Regions from separate parts of the Triticum aestivum genome. Here region 2 is linked to region 1. The links are chromatin contacts, called in public Hi-C maps. All regions are on one chromosome and are shown on one strand. Each heading gives the region's core, a stretch centred on a gene start, on an enhancer-like site or on the middle of the called end of the contact. The rest is flanking DNA. Distances are from core to core; before and after follow the strand shown. Region 1 holds the start of LOC123151492. Region 2 has its middle 160 kb from the start of LOC123151492.

What was found. A called contact is a pair of places that touch in the nucleus more often than the background predicts.
Region 2: a Hi-C map of leaf shows a contact between it and region 1, with 4 times the contacts expected there. The contact joins the enhancer-like site here to the promoter of LOC123151492 in region 1. A contact is called at or near these places in 3 of 5 Hi-C or Micro-C datasets (leaf and an unstated tissue) and 1 of 1 datasets of contacts at active chromatin or transcription factors (leaf).

What each region holds. Positions count from the first base shown.
Region 1 is chr7A:243,610,379-243,613,156 of IWGSC CS RefSeq v2.1, forward strand. It overlaps LOC123151492, which reads right to left and starts at 1,444. Exons shown (of 5, transcript XM_044571186.1): 1 at 1,061-1,444; 2 at 527-630; 3 at 1-15. The coding sequence starts at 1,197.
Region 2 is chr7A:243,772,641-243,775,418 of IWGSC CS RefSeq v2.1, forward strand. No RefSeq gene overlaps it. Among protein-coding and RNA genes, the nearest start is that of LOC123151492, 160 kb to the left of the region's middle. Within about 2 kb of position 1,356, at least 1 of the 8 cell types and tissues checked has an H3K27ac peak or open chromatin away from gene starts, as enhancers often do.

The DNA of each region.
Region 1 (2,778 bases), core at 194-2,693:
GACCCCAGCTACTCTCTGCAGAAAGAAGTTAAATAAAAATATCAAGATGGAAACTTGGAATCAGAGCTGTCGCACAAAGTGTCAAGCAACACCTGGAGGCTTTTGTTACATAACATCATAGAAAAAAGTATACATTTTTGTGTGAGCAAACTATTCACACTCTGAATAATAGGTTTCATCCCGCCTCTTAGGCACTAGCATAGCTAAAACACCAGTAATTATACCAGTAGAAAAGAGCCCTAATAAATAATTATGAACAATAATAAATTAATAAAAAGAGTACACATTTATATATCTTAATGTGTTAAATAACACTTGTCAAGCACCGCTCATCGTTTAATAAATGAAGTGCGTCACAACCCATGGAAATTCAGGAAAACACTTTGCAGTGCAAATCTGTGATGGTAAGTGATCACGCAAGTGTTTGCGGTAGATAACAAGTCATCCATGTTCAAAGATATCATCCTTGTAATTTGTTTACCATGTAATCATCACAATTCACAAGATAATGTTTAGGATCAAATACCTGGGTTCTGAGAGAGCGGGTTGTCCACGATGAGGTTAGGTGATCTAGCCTCCTTCTTTGGAAGATGAGGGTCTACCAGAACACGGCGCCTCAAACTAACATACCTACAACAAACATGAATCAAATTTAACATGTCATTCTTAGGTAGAAAGAAATAGCAAGGAGCAAAATTCATTTGCCCCAATCACTTATAGATCAGTAACAGCACCAATCTCTCTCGCCGAAATTTCATCTCATGAAACAAACATGGCATGTGGCCATGTGCACGATAACACCGACAGAACCAGAAATCTAGCAATCGACGAGCTATATTCATACGACCACAACCAAATCAGATGCATTAGCAGCCGGTGATTGCATTAATTTGCTAACAAACACAACCATCTGGACGAAATCAACGCCTGACCGCGCAAGAATCAAATGAAAGCATAACAAGAACGAGCCAGGTAAGCAGGAAAAACAGAGCAGAGCAGATTCCTGCCGCAAAAGGACAAAACACCAGCAAACACCCGGGAACAAGGATGGCGGGCTCACCTCCGCCGCGAATCGGCGGCAGCGCGGCGGAGCTCCTCGACGGAGGCCTCCGGCGACGCCGGCAGGATGCCGAGATCGACCCGCCACCGGACGCTGCGTAGACTCGAGAACCGCCGCCGCCTCTCCTCCTCCGCCATGGCCGGGCCCCTTCAGTCGCAGGCGAATTGGACTCCCTCGAATTAACAACAACCCACAACGGAAGCCAAGAAACGTGGCCAAAACGCTATATATAGCTTTGTTTATCTGTAGCAAAGTGGAAACCAAGAAAAGGAGGATCTTTCCGGGGACGAGGATTAGGTTTTCGGAGGATTTTGGGGGATGGAGAGGTTAGGGGGAGGTGAATTCTCCTCTCCTCTTCTGTATCCGCGGGAATGGCGTTCTTGCTTGAGCTGGGGGAGGGGGCTGATTTGGCCGGGACGGTGGATGCTTGGAGGAGAGGGGAGGGGGGTGGGGTGGGTTAGGCCGGAGGAGAAGAAGGGAAGGTCTCCCTCTTATTATTTTCTCATTTATGGTGGTTTTTTAAATTTATTTATTTTAATAGGAGAGAGAATCTATAGAAGAGGTTGAGGATTTTGTTCTCTATTGGCAGTAGAGCAGTTGGTAAGAGAGAGGTGATGGATGATGATGATGACTAGGAGAGTGGTGATTGGCAAGGTGGCTAGGCTTATTGGCATTTTCTTGTTCTTTAATGTAGTTCTCATAAAATACATTTATATGTTTTTAAAGGAAATATCGGTGCTTGGATGTTTGTGGGTGTGTCTAACCGTGAAGGGGGCATGTATGGATGAGAGGAAGGAGCAAAGATGAAGTTGTCGCTACCGTTGGTTTTGTGGTCTATTTTGATGGAACGGTTAAATAATGAAAGATAACGCCTCCTGGATAGTGCAACTGATTGTAGCATTGCAAGCTATTCTTATCTCTTTACTCGTCGTTACGGTTCATCGACGCACCCTTGTTCGGCCGTTTAGGTTTACGGTTGAGCATGATTCGACATGTATCAAATGGTCCATCGGATGTTAATCATGGTGGAAAGTGGCGATTGCAGCCATTCACTGTCTGAGGGCAACCGTTAAAAAGTGATAGTGAGATGATAATCCTAAGTTTGTTACAGCAATGGTTGATCGAAGGGTTGATAACTTTGTGATACAGTGAAGCGCCACGTGTGGTAGCTGGGAGAGCGAGGCGGGTGCAACGACAAGAGTGTAAGGATGGTGCAATAGAAGACGTGCGAATGCAGAAAAGAGACATTTTGTTCATCGAGGATAGACATTCGTGGAAGCATGTTCTATACCATGTCAAGTGCATTAGTTGTGCCTCTGCAGTGCCACCGTGCACCATACGGGACAATATACACTTCATCGTCATCTTAAACTATTTCACAAATCTAGAAGGAACTTGGTAATTTCTCTCGATACAAAAACCATGTAATTTTAACATTGCGTGCGCAATAGGAAAGGAGTCGAGCATCATGTAGCTCTGTTTATCAATGTTCTAAAACACCTTCCTATGGAAATGACAAGAGAAGTTGCTACGGATCTTCTGGTAACATACTCATCTATATTGTTTTTTTTGTAGGAGTAATTTGCATGCTTGCTTGCATGAGTAGGGTATACAGATTGAAGGTATGACATGTCGCTGCTGCAGCTGACAACGTTGGAGCAAATTAGGAGCTAGTGTTTATGATTACAAAACCTGCGTGCTGCAGAAGCAAGTAGAGT
Region 2 (2,778 bases), core at 106-2,605, 160 kb after region 1:
GAGATGTCTCCTTGCAACAATCTCTACAAAAAATTCTTGTACTCATCTTAGCTCTTAGCTAACACTGGACACTGGAGTAGTTTCAATTTCTAAAAAATGGGGTGCAGTACAAGAACTAAGAAACCAATGCACACCATTTTTAAGCTGTTCTAGAGACAAGATGGCACTGCACCATTTTACAAGCCATTCCAGTGTCAAAATTCATGGAATATTTTCTTTGATTTTAGTAGTCCAACATCATTATTTTCCCCAAACTACTTTGCGTGGTGATCAATCAATCCATCAACCCTACAAGACACATGCACATCCTCTTTTTTATGGTACATAGATTTCCTTTGTGTGGTTTACCTTCTTGAAACAAAGGTAAACACACACCTCAGGAATCATGATGGCAGGCAAGGCACACACACCTCATATGACACTTGCTAGTAATGATACCAAGAAACAACAGGGGCACCCTCTAACACAGAAATACTGAGGTAGTGCTTTACCTTTTCGAGAAATCCATAAACTTTAGTTAATTCAGTTAATTTAAAAAGTTTAGTTTGCACTGCAAAATTCAGTTAGCACGTTCAAGTTCAAAATCAGAACGTCATGCAACATCACAAAGAACTCTTAACACTGCGGCAGATTCTTTTGAACTAAAAGTTAATAGAATTATTCACAATGTTGCATGTTGTACAAACAAAAGCAATTCAATAGGAAGGTGAGGTCCGCGTCTCCGCTTCTTCCTCCAGATCGGCTGGCATCCAGTCCTCCCCTCCTTCTCCGGCCGTAGACGGGCGATACGGGCACCACAGAGCACGGGGCGGACGCATCTGGGCCACCACGCGACACGGACGAGGCGCGTCTGGCTGCTGCCACTCCTCTTCCTCGGACTGGCAATGAGGAAGATGCAGCAGGTTCGTGTGCCGCCATGGAAGGGAAGAGGGAGGAGGATCCAGGTGCCTCCATGAGGGAAGGGGGAGGAGGATCCAGACCTTGGCAGGCGAGGACGGCGTCGACGGCATGATGGACTGCTCGGCCTCCTCGTCCATCTCTGACACACGCGCTGAGGGGGGAGAACGATAGCGCCCCTTTGCCCCTCACCGCCGTCCTCGGCCATGGGAGAGGAGGAGCGCCGCCGTTGTCGCCCCATCTGCCATCACCACAGCCACTGCGTTCCGCCGCTGAAGAGGCAAAGCCCCGGGTGGGAAGGAGGCGGGGCTTGAGGGAGAGGAGGTTGCGCGTGAAGATGGGGAGGAGGCGGCTGGTTCGACGAGGAGAGGAGGCGGCTAGGATGGAGTGGCGGCGGCAAGGAAAGGGGGAAGAGAGCGCTTGGGGCTTATCCAGCCGAACGCAGCGCTCGTGGCTTATCCCTTTCTTCCACTATTTATAGATGCAAAAAAGGAGACGTGACCATAGCCGTTAGTTGGGCGCATTCCCTCATCCTTTATATGTTCAATGTTGAATATAAGGATTATTAGCAAGTATAGGATAGAGTAGGACTTGGTCCTGCCTTGTCTTGTACTTTAAGTTGGTCTTTGTACTTCTATATATATATGCACATGAGACTCAAGCAATACAATGAATAATTCCACCAATCCTCTTTCTCCCTTCTAACATGGTATCTATCGCAAGTCGATCCTAAACCTTAGCCGCCGCCGCTTCCGCACCCGTACGCCATCCCTGGCGCGGTCGGCCTCCATGACCGTCGCCGGGGGCCGCGCCACCCGTACCTAGGGTTCGTCCGCCGGTCGTGTTGACCGGCTGACCTAGAGAGTCTTTTCCCCGAGCCTTGCTCCGGGATTTTCTCTCTCCCGCCGGTCATCTTGATCGTGCGGTTTCTTTTGGTTTTCTGATCTATTCTTGATTGGTTTGCATCGCCCACCGCCGTCGTCAACCCCGATTGCCTCTACTCCGACCCCGGCGCAACCAGCCAGCCTCTCTTCGACCCGGCGGCCACGCGCGACGAGGCAGCCCGCCAGGGCCAGTCGCCGTCCGCGCGTCGGTCCACCCGTCGCCCTGTGCCGGCCGTCACCACCCTGCTCTGACCGGGACACCTGCATCACCTTGATCCGGCGGCCTCGCGCCATGCGACAGTCAATCATAACCGTAGCTCGCATGCCGGCCCGCCCATTGATCCGCATCACCCGCCTCCGCCGCGTCTGCATGGCGGCCCAGCGGTCTACCTCACTGGTCTCGTCCTAGGCAGCGTCGAGACGGCTACGTCGGCTGCCTCAACTCGGGTGCCGCTGCTCCGTTGATCGCTCGGGCCTCGCTGCCCAGGTGCTGGCGTTGCTTTGGCAGTCCGGGTGCTGGTGCTGACAAGCTCGTCCGCACGACGTCCCACGTCGTCCGTCATCGCCGGCTTCATCTCGGACTCCGCCGCCACCACGCCTCCAGGGAGCGGCGTCCCTGACCTCGCGCGCGATCGGCTTGATCACCCGCTCGCCGCCACGATCAGCCTCATCTACGCCGCGCGACCGACCTGGCCTGTCGGTTACGCGCGCCTCCGCAGGTCCCGTGAAGATCGTCCCCGAGTTCAGCGCGCCTCTCCACCGATCGAGCATCGGGCTACCGTTGCGTCGCCCCGTCGGGCCGCAGCGCCGCCGCCCCGTGGTTCTCCTCGCGGCTGCATCGACTCGTGCGTCGCTGCTGCGTCGCCCCTTCGGGCCGTAGTGTCGCGATACGCGGTCCCCGTCGCCGCCCCGAGGTCGTCCCCGTGGTTGCACCGACTCGCGAACCGCCGTTGTGTCGCCCCTTCGGGCCGCAGCGTCGTGGCCCGCGGTCCCCGCC